2 separate regions of the Mus musculus genome follow, and region 2 is linked to region 1. Evidence: chromatin contacts called from public ChIA-PET data. All regions are on one chromosome and are shown on one strand. Each heading gives the region's core, a stretch centred on a gene start, on an enhancer-like site or on the middle of the called end of the contact. The rest is flanking DNA. Distances are from core to core; before and after follow the strand shown.

Region 1 (3,841 bases), core at 188-2,687:
TGAAGAATTTGCCCCGGCTTGAGAGCCACTGCCTGATTCCAGGGTAAGCAGCATCTAGCAATGTATATGGGGACTAGAAGTCGGCTCTGTACTCCTTTCCAAGTGGCCATGGGCTCCAGGGATTTAAGTGCTACTGGAGGGAGCTGCCTTTGTGACAACCTAAGAGCTTGGCCTCTCCTATCTATCCCAGGTCCTTCCTGCAAGGTTCTCACCTTGAGCACTCCCCACTGAAGGCCCTGTGCGTGGGCCTCTGGAGAATTACCCAGGGGCAGGGCGCATTCAGAATAACACATCCCATGGCTTTCCACAAAGATGGAAGGATCTTTAGGAAACTAGAAACAAGACAAATTAGCCAGGTCCCCCAAAGGCCATACCTGCAGCCAGATGAGCCAATGCAACCTAGGAACAAAAAGAATAAGACCATTGTTTTCGGGGCCCATGTCTGCCCCAGGTGGAAACAGCTTCATTTCATGGCCCAAAGACTCCAGTCTGGGCTCTCTGTCTAAGCAGGAGCAGTTCATGAGTCATCAGAGGCTCCATCAAATTTCCTCTCCACCCCACCCTACCCCAAGGATAGTGTTTGCTTCCCAGCCCTTCTGAAGTGTGACTGTGAGAAAAAAAAGACAAGGAGACACACAACACAAGAAACCAGGGCACCGTGAGGGCAGGGATATGCTTGGTAGAAATTTGGAGAGGGATAGGCTAGATTATTAAAATCATTATCTCATATTAGCCTTTCACTTAAGTATTAAAATGGTAAGAGTTAGCCTCTCTGTAGGAACAGCTTGAGGGCAGGTGTCAGCTGCAGAAATCAAAGCCAGTGTGCTCACATGGGAGACTGTACCGTGCTTTGTTCTATATCCTCACTAATTTAGACACCGTTATTAACACTCCCACTTTTCAGCAAAGCAGACTGTGGCACAGGAAGCTAAGAAGGGACATGAGACTTGCTGGGGTCACTCTGGTTATAAGTTTGACCAGAGTACCACATGTGTGTGTAATTTAGGGCTGCAGGCAGTACCTGTCCTGTGGCCCTTCTCACAGCTGTCCGTTTACTACCCAGGAGTCGAGAGGGCCTGTCAGAAACTCAGGCTGCAGAGAACTTGGGTTAGTTAGCACTGCAGGGGCCTCCTCGGGGAGCCCCCTTCTTCCAGCCTGAGTCCAGGGCTCAGCGTGTCCCCTCTTGTTAGGCTCGTGGTATCTGCTCTTGCTTTGCCACATTCATTCTTTCCAGATTTTTTTTTTTAAGCTAGCTTTCCACTTGTCACAAGGGAATGTGTGCTGGGGCGGAAACATCGCACATGAGCTAAAGGAGAATACAGGCACGAGGCGCCTGGTGAGCCTCCCGCGCGGCGGCTGTCTTGTGGTTCCTGAGTTTCCTCCATGGGAGATCTGATCTGCTGTGGCAGGGGTGGCAGAAACATTCATCACTTCCTCCCTCAACAAAAGGTGAGAATAAGACACTCTTTTCCTCTCCTGGGCCATTCGGTCCCTGTGCTGACTCCAGCAAGGGCTCCTTTGATGCTTTCTGAGTACCTGTCCTGGTACTTGTAGGCACCCTGGCCACATGAAGTGGAGAAGCCCTAACCTCTGCCGCGGTGCTCTTTAGGGTTTCCACTTACCGCTTGCTATGCTGGAGGTGGTCTGATTGTACCCGGGACAGACCCGTTCTGGAGGCTAGGTACTAAGTGTAGACATGTTAAGGGGTGCTTCTAAAACATAGGGTGCCCGTTGGGAAGGAAGTGGTCTACTGCTCTACCCCCTGGAGTATTTGGTAGCTTTGAGGAGAGGAAGCTCCACCCTTGAAATGCTTATTGGTTTTCACCTCGCCACGTGATTGCTCCCTCTCTCACGTGTTCCTAATGTGCTGCCCTCGCTATCACTGGGTGGCGGTGTCCAGCAGAATGTTGTCAGAGCTGGTGTCCTGCTCTTTGTGCTTTCAGGCTCCCTAACTGCTCCGGAGTGACTCAAGCAGGATGGGAAGTATGCATGGCCTTAGTACCGGTCCCCAGGGGAGAGGGATGAGGTGCTGGGTGTCCAGAGTTTACCCTAGAACCTGGCAACAGTTAAGTGATCATGAAGGGGATCAGCTAGTAACAATGACTGACCACGTCCAACCACCCTGGACTCCCTCAACCCAGTTTCCAGGGAGCATTTCCTATGAGGGAGGCAGCAGAATCTCTTTGTGGCTGCCTCAGGCAGGATCATCATGGCACTTTGTCACACTTGCTACCTTTTCAAGGGAACTTGTGTTGTATGAAGATATAGAACATCTCTGAAAACAGCAGAAGTTGTCCATGCCCAGCGGCATGTTGGTAAGCGTTTAACTGTCCTGGAGAAATAGCCCAGCTTGATGATGGCATTGAGTTCTGAGCTGGAGAAGCGAGTGCTTGATAGCAAAAGGACCCTGCTCCAAAACACAGTGACTTGTGTTTCCACTTGGATTCTGAAATACAGCTTTCTACAATGGTCTACAAAAGTCACCCCAGCGATGAAGAGCAGCCTTTCTCTCCTTAAAGCCCCAAAAGTCTCATTTGAAACACCTGTGGGAATAAATTAGTTGCACTTAGAGACCAGGACTCTATGATTCTTTGAGCCAGGCCAGATTCCACTAGGTCTCACCCCTTCTGTGACCATTGATCTCATACTCTCCCCTCATTGCTCAAAGATCTCTCTCTCACACACACACAAACTCCCTCTCCTCCCCCCTCTCTCACACACACAGTCACACACACATTCATACACACACATATACTCTCACACACATACAGTCACACTCACACACACACTCATACACACACAGTCACACACACTCATGCACACACACACACTGTCACATACACATACATTCATACACACGCATATACATACATACACTCACATACACAAGCATACACACTGTCACACTCATGCACAGACATTCATACACACTCTTATACACACTCAGGCATATACACACTCATACATATACACTCACACACACTCATGCACACATATACACACTCTCACATATTCTCTCTGTGTCTCTCTGTCTCTGTCTGTCTGTCTGTCTGTCTCTCTCTCTCTCACACACACACACACCATCACACACACTCCTACTGCACTAAGAGTTCTCAGAACTCCATCTTCCTCGCCCTCCTGGCCCCATCATGGTGTGACCATTTCCTGCAGGGATGCTCATTATATTTTGTCGCTCAAAATCTCCTTACAGGACAATGAAGTGCTTGGTGTCAAGAAGGAACTGAACCAAAGCCCAGAGTCAGCTTTTAAGATGAGTTCTCTCCTCCTACCTCAGTCAGATGTGCTAACTGGATTGACCTTTGCTTGAATTAGGCACAGGGTTATCAGTCAGCAGAGAAGAAACCCTTCTAACCTGAGAAGAAGGCCAGAGTCATGGGCCACCACTTACTTTCTGTGGTGCATGGAAATAGCTGAAGATTGCCCCAAAGGCGCCGTCCAAAGGACTCTACCTTTGGTGAAGGAACATGTGCCTCTTCTTTAAGACCTGTGAAACAGAGGCCAGCACTTTGAATTTCAGGCTCACCAACATACAGTCCATGATCTTTATAGTACATAAACTAGAGATGTGCTCGTGGCAACCCTGCTGGCTTCATTCACAGCCTTACCAAGATCTACAGAGTTTGGGGCAGAGGGAAACAGAGGTACAGAGCCTCTGAGGCAGGACTGAGTTTAGGATTTGAGAATAGGAGGCTAATGCCTATGGCCTGGGCTACAACATGAGTTCTAGATTAACCTGACTTACAGTGTAAGATCCTGTCTCAAAAAAAGAAAGAGGTGGAGGAGGGAGAGAGAGAGAGAGAGAGAGAGAGAGACAGAGACA
Region 2 (3,830 bases), core at 739-3,238, 270 kb after region 1:
TTCTATGTTTAGTTTTTCTCTGCTTTGTGATTGATGTCTTCAAATTATTCAGATAATAAATCTTGATGATGTAAGGGAACAGCAATTGTAAAAGAAAAATTCATGTCTTACACCTAGTTTACACAAAAAGAAATTATAATTTTTAGTATCTTTTAGTTGCTATATGAAGCTCTTAATTATTTGGTAATTATGCTTTTAATATCTATTTGGAAATTTTATTCTGGTGTACAAATGCCTTTCAGTTATCTGATACTTTGGAAATAGCTTATATCATATTTATTTTCAAGAAAGTATTTCTTTGTATGTGATATGTAAATCCCACGAGTACCAGCCTTATAGTTGGCTCCTGGATTCTCTGATAGAAGGATTTGGATTTATATGTGTAAGCAATCTATGATCATTGTAATTAGAAGGGAATATGCTCTTTTGATTTTCACAGATGGTAGAAGTGCTCATTGCTTCTCCCCAGAGGGGGCTGCTTTACTGATTGATGTTAACAGACTCGAGTAAAATCTGATTCTCTACAGAATGTGCTTTGTATTTTATATCTGTCTGTGATACATGGACAGGCATTTCTTCTGCCAAGTACGTTAAGGTTTTCCTTACATTAATTCTGAGCTCAAACTTATTGAAATAAATGGCAATGACAAAAATTGTGGAGAAAGTCCCTTGATCTGACTTGTTCTGCTGTCTGAGGAGACTGGAGTGCTCTGTATTCTACATAATTCCCTGGAAAATTAGCTGTGAAAATTGGTGAAAACCTTAGGTTTTAAGATTATTTGAGTGTGGCAGCACACCCCATCACTCTGGAAACTGAAGTAGGAAAATCCTCCATTCAAGACCCCGCCTCAGAACATTTAGCAAATCATTTAAGGGTTGAAATACTACAGCGAACAGGCGTATAGTATAGCTCAATAGTAGTCCTGCAGCACACCAGGCGTATAGCTCAATAATAGTACACTTGCCTCGGGTGCACAGTAGCCTGGCTTTGATCCCCGCTAGCACCGTATGAGTGGAAATGCCACAGGGAAGCTGCACAGGTGCCCAGCACATATGTGCTACCTTTCTACCTTTCTCTGCAGCGCTCAGGCAGGAGCTCTGAGGTGTTTCATTGCTCTGCTACCTGAGGCTGGAACTGTCATATTTTTTGCTGATGGCAAACTTAAATAAACATTTAAAAGGCTTTTGTCTCCAAACTTGGCAGTGATTCTTCAGCCAACCTCTTGGTATCCTTGAGTAACTCCCAGGCCAGAGGCACTGGGTTACCTAGCCAGTCCAATTCTAATGGGCTAGCATTCGCAATCTACCTCACAGCTGGTCTGTATGGGAAATGAATTCTGGAATAATGTTATAGAATTATTGGGAGTGAATAAATTAGTAGGTGTAGATAATTAATACAGTACTTTCTGGCTTATAGTAATTTATCCATAAATATCATGTATTGTTGCATATGTTATTATTTGTTTGGAAGGTAGCTTCAAATTTTGTAAGGTGAAAGTCTATTGTACCTCTTCCTATAATTTGAATTACAGAGAGAGAGAGAAGGAGGGAGGGAGGGAGGGAGGGAGAGAGAGAGAGAGAGAGAGAGAGAGAGAGAGAGAGAGAGAGATCATTACTTAGCTGTTTTGTCAGAACCATCCCCTAGACCTTCTGCCTGCCTACCTCCCACAGTGCCCACTGTCTGGTTATCATCTTCTGGAGGATCAGGGTCCTTGTTCTTGTTCTGCAGGTGATGTCTGACCACCTGGCTTGTCCACAACAAAAATCTGATTCCATCACTTTAGCCAGAATCCTCTTCCCCTAAATATTTACTCTTAGTTTCCATTCAGTAATTCTATACTGCTCTTGGCTAAATTCTGTTTGTCAGAGTGTATTCAGAGTTGAGCCCAGTTGCTCCATTACAGTGCTCCATTGCACTGGTCCCTGTACCTGCCCCTGCAGTCCTCAGTAGTCTCTTTCTTTGTGCTTTTACAGTGTTACTGAATGTTTTCCTGTGACAGTGTGTATGTGTTTCCTGTGACAGTTTGTGTTTCCTGTGACAGTGTGTATGTGTTTCCTGTGACAGTTTGTGTTTCCTGTGACAGTGTGTATGTGTTTCCTGTGACAGTTTGTGTTTCCTGTGACAGTGTGTATGTGTTTCCTGTGACAGTTTGTGTTTCCTGTGACAGTGTGTATGTGTTTGGGCCCTGGAAGGATCACCTGAGTCTGTTTCTCTCCATCTCACTATGCCTACCCGTCATAGCTTTTACAGAAGTGCTACAAATGCTCTGACTCCCCTGGCTGTCATTCCTACTTTGTATCATCTGTTACAGAGCAGCTCTGGTGACTTAACATATGAGTGGCTTGTATTCATACTTCAGTGTTCACAAACTACCACACTGCTTTACTCTAATCCACCTGCTACCCCAGGATAAACCCAGTCTCACAGCCTAGAGGAATGTGTTTCCACTGTCCCACTGTCCAGCTGTCCCACTATCCACAAGGCTCTTTCATATAAACCACATTTTGGGTTAGAAGTTACTTTCTCATCATAGGATCCTTTCTACTGCCCAATATAAAATCAGTCCTGACTCATCATAGGCTGTTTGTGTAGGTATCTGACATGGCTCTGATACAGTGCTTACTTGTTGGTTTGCATGTCTCATTACAAACAGACCCAGTTTTCTTGACCACCTTAGGTGTCCCAAGCCATCAAATGATTAGAGGATGACACCAAGCTCTGTTTCCCTGGAGTTCAACTGCAGGCTGTCTCTCTGAGGCCTGTATAGTCCCAGCATGGCAGGAGCAAGGTCATTTGTATCTGCTACATTCTCCTCACCTCACGGTGAGTTCTCAAAACCGATCTGACTCTCACTTACAGGGAGATACACCAGTCCAGTTCATTGTGAGCTGACACCAAGGGCACTCGGTTGAAACCTACTCAGCTTCAACTGCAAGTGAGTGGCATTTTAAATAAGCACCATCATGTCTCCGTGACCTCTCACTGGCACATGACACTGCAGTGCTTGGACAGTGGCAGGCACTGTAGCATTCTGTTGGCTACAGTGAGATTGCAGGTGTCTTCTATCTCACCAGTGATTATTTCTGTAGTTTCCCTCTTCAGCCATTCTCCATCTTGTTCCTTCAAGATGGAGTCTCTCATCCACCTGGAGCTTCCCGTTTTTCTGCCAGGTTGATGGCTAGAAAGCACCAGCATTAGGGTTATAGGCGCACACACAGTCATACTCACACAGCCACACTCACACCGACAGACACACCCACACAGACACACTCACACAGACATATTCATACTCTTATAGCCATGTTCACACAGCCATGTTCACACAGCCATACTCACACAGCTATACTCACACAGACAGACATACCTACACAGACACACTCACACATACAGCCATACTCAAACAGCCATACTCACACAGTCACATAGCCACACTCACACAGCCACAGTCACACAGCCATTCTCACAGAGCCATACTCAGACCTTTCTGTGTGTGCCAAGGGTCCTATTGCACTTAACCCACTCCACCATCTTTGCTGACCCACCAGTGTTGAGTCTCATGCAATCATTTTCCATCCTTATATTTCATCTACCTTTTCCTCTGCTTTTTCTGTATGAAAATAACATTATAGGATTTGGGAGATGGCTCAGTAGATGTTTGGTGCACAAGAAAAACGACCAGAGTCTAATCCCCAGAATCCGTGTTAAAAAACCATGTATGATGTCTTGTGCTTGTAATCTCAGCAACTGGGGAGGCAGAGAAAGGCAGATTCCTGTGGTACAATAACCAGTCAATCTAACCTTCCAGTGAGAGACTTTGTCTTGAAAAACA

The links. ChIA-PET counts read pairs in DNA pulled down with a chosen protein or histone mark.
Region 2: a contact with region 1 is called in an RNA polymerase II ChIA-PET map of memory CD8 T cells, with 12 read pairs. The contact joins two enhancer-like sites. A contact is called at or near these places in 2 of 115 datasets of contacts at active chromatin or transcription factors (effector CD8 T cells and memory CD8 T cells).

The regions. Positions count from the first base shown.
Region 1 is chr11:23,844,162-23,848,002 of GRCm38.p6, reverse strand. No RefSeq gene overlaps it. Among named protein-coding and RNA genes, the nearest start is that of Gm39612, 27 kb to the right of the region's middle. Within about 2 kb of position 1,437, at least 96 of the 459 cell types and tissues checked have an H3K27ac peak or open chromatin away from gene starts, as enhancers often do. A contact at or near this core is called in memory CD8 T cells, where this site is marked.
Region 2 is chr11:23,570,604-23,574,433 of GRCm38.p6, reverse strand. It overlaps 0610010F05Rik (RIKEN cDNA 0610010F05 gene), which reads left to right. Exons shown (of 22, transcript NM_027860.3): 22 at 1-1,183. Among named protein-coding and RNA genes, the nearest start is that of 1700093K21Rik, 53 kb to the right of the region's middle. Within about 2 kb of position 1,988, at least 17 of the 459 cell types and tissues checked have an H3K27ac peak or open chromatin away from gene starts, as enhancers often do. A contact at or near this core is called in memory CD8 T cells, where this site is marked.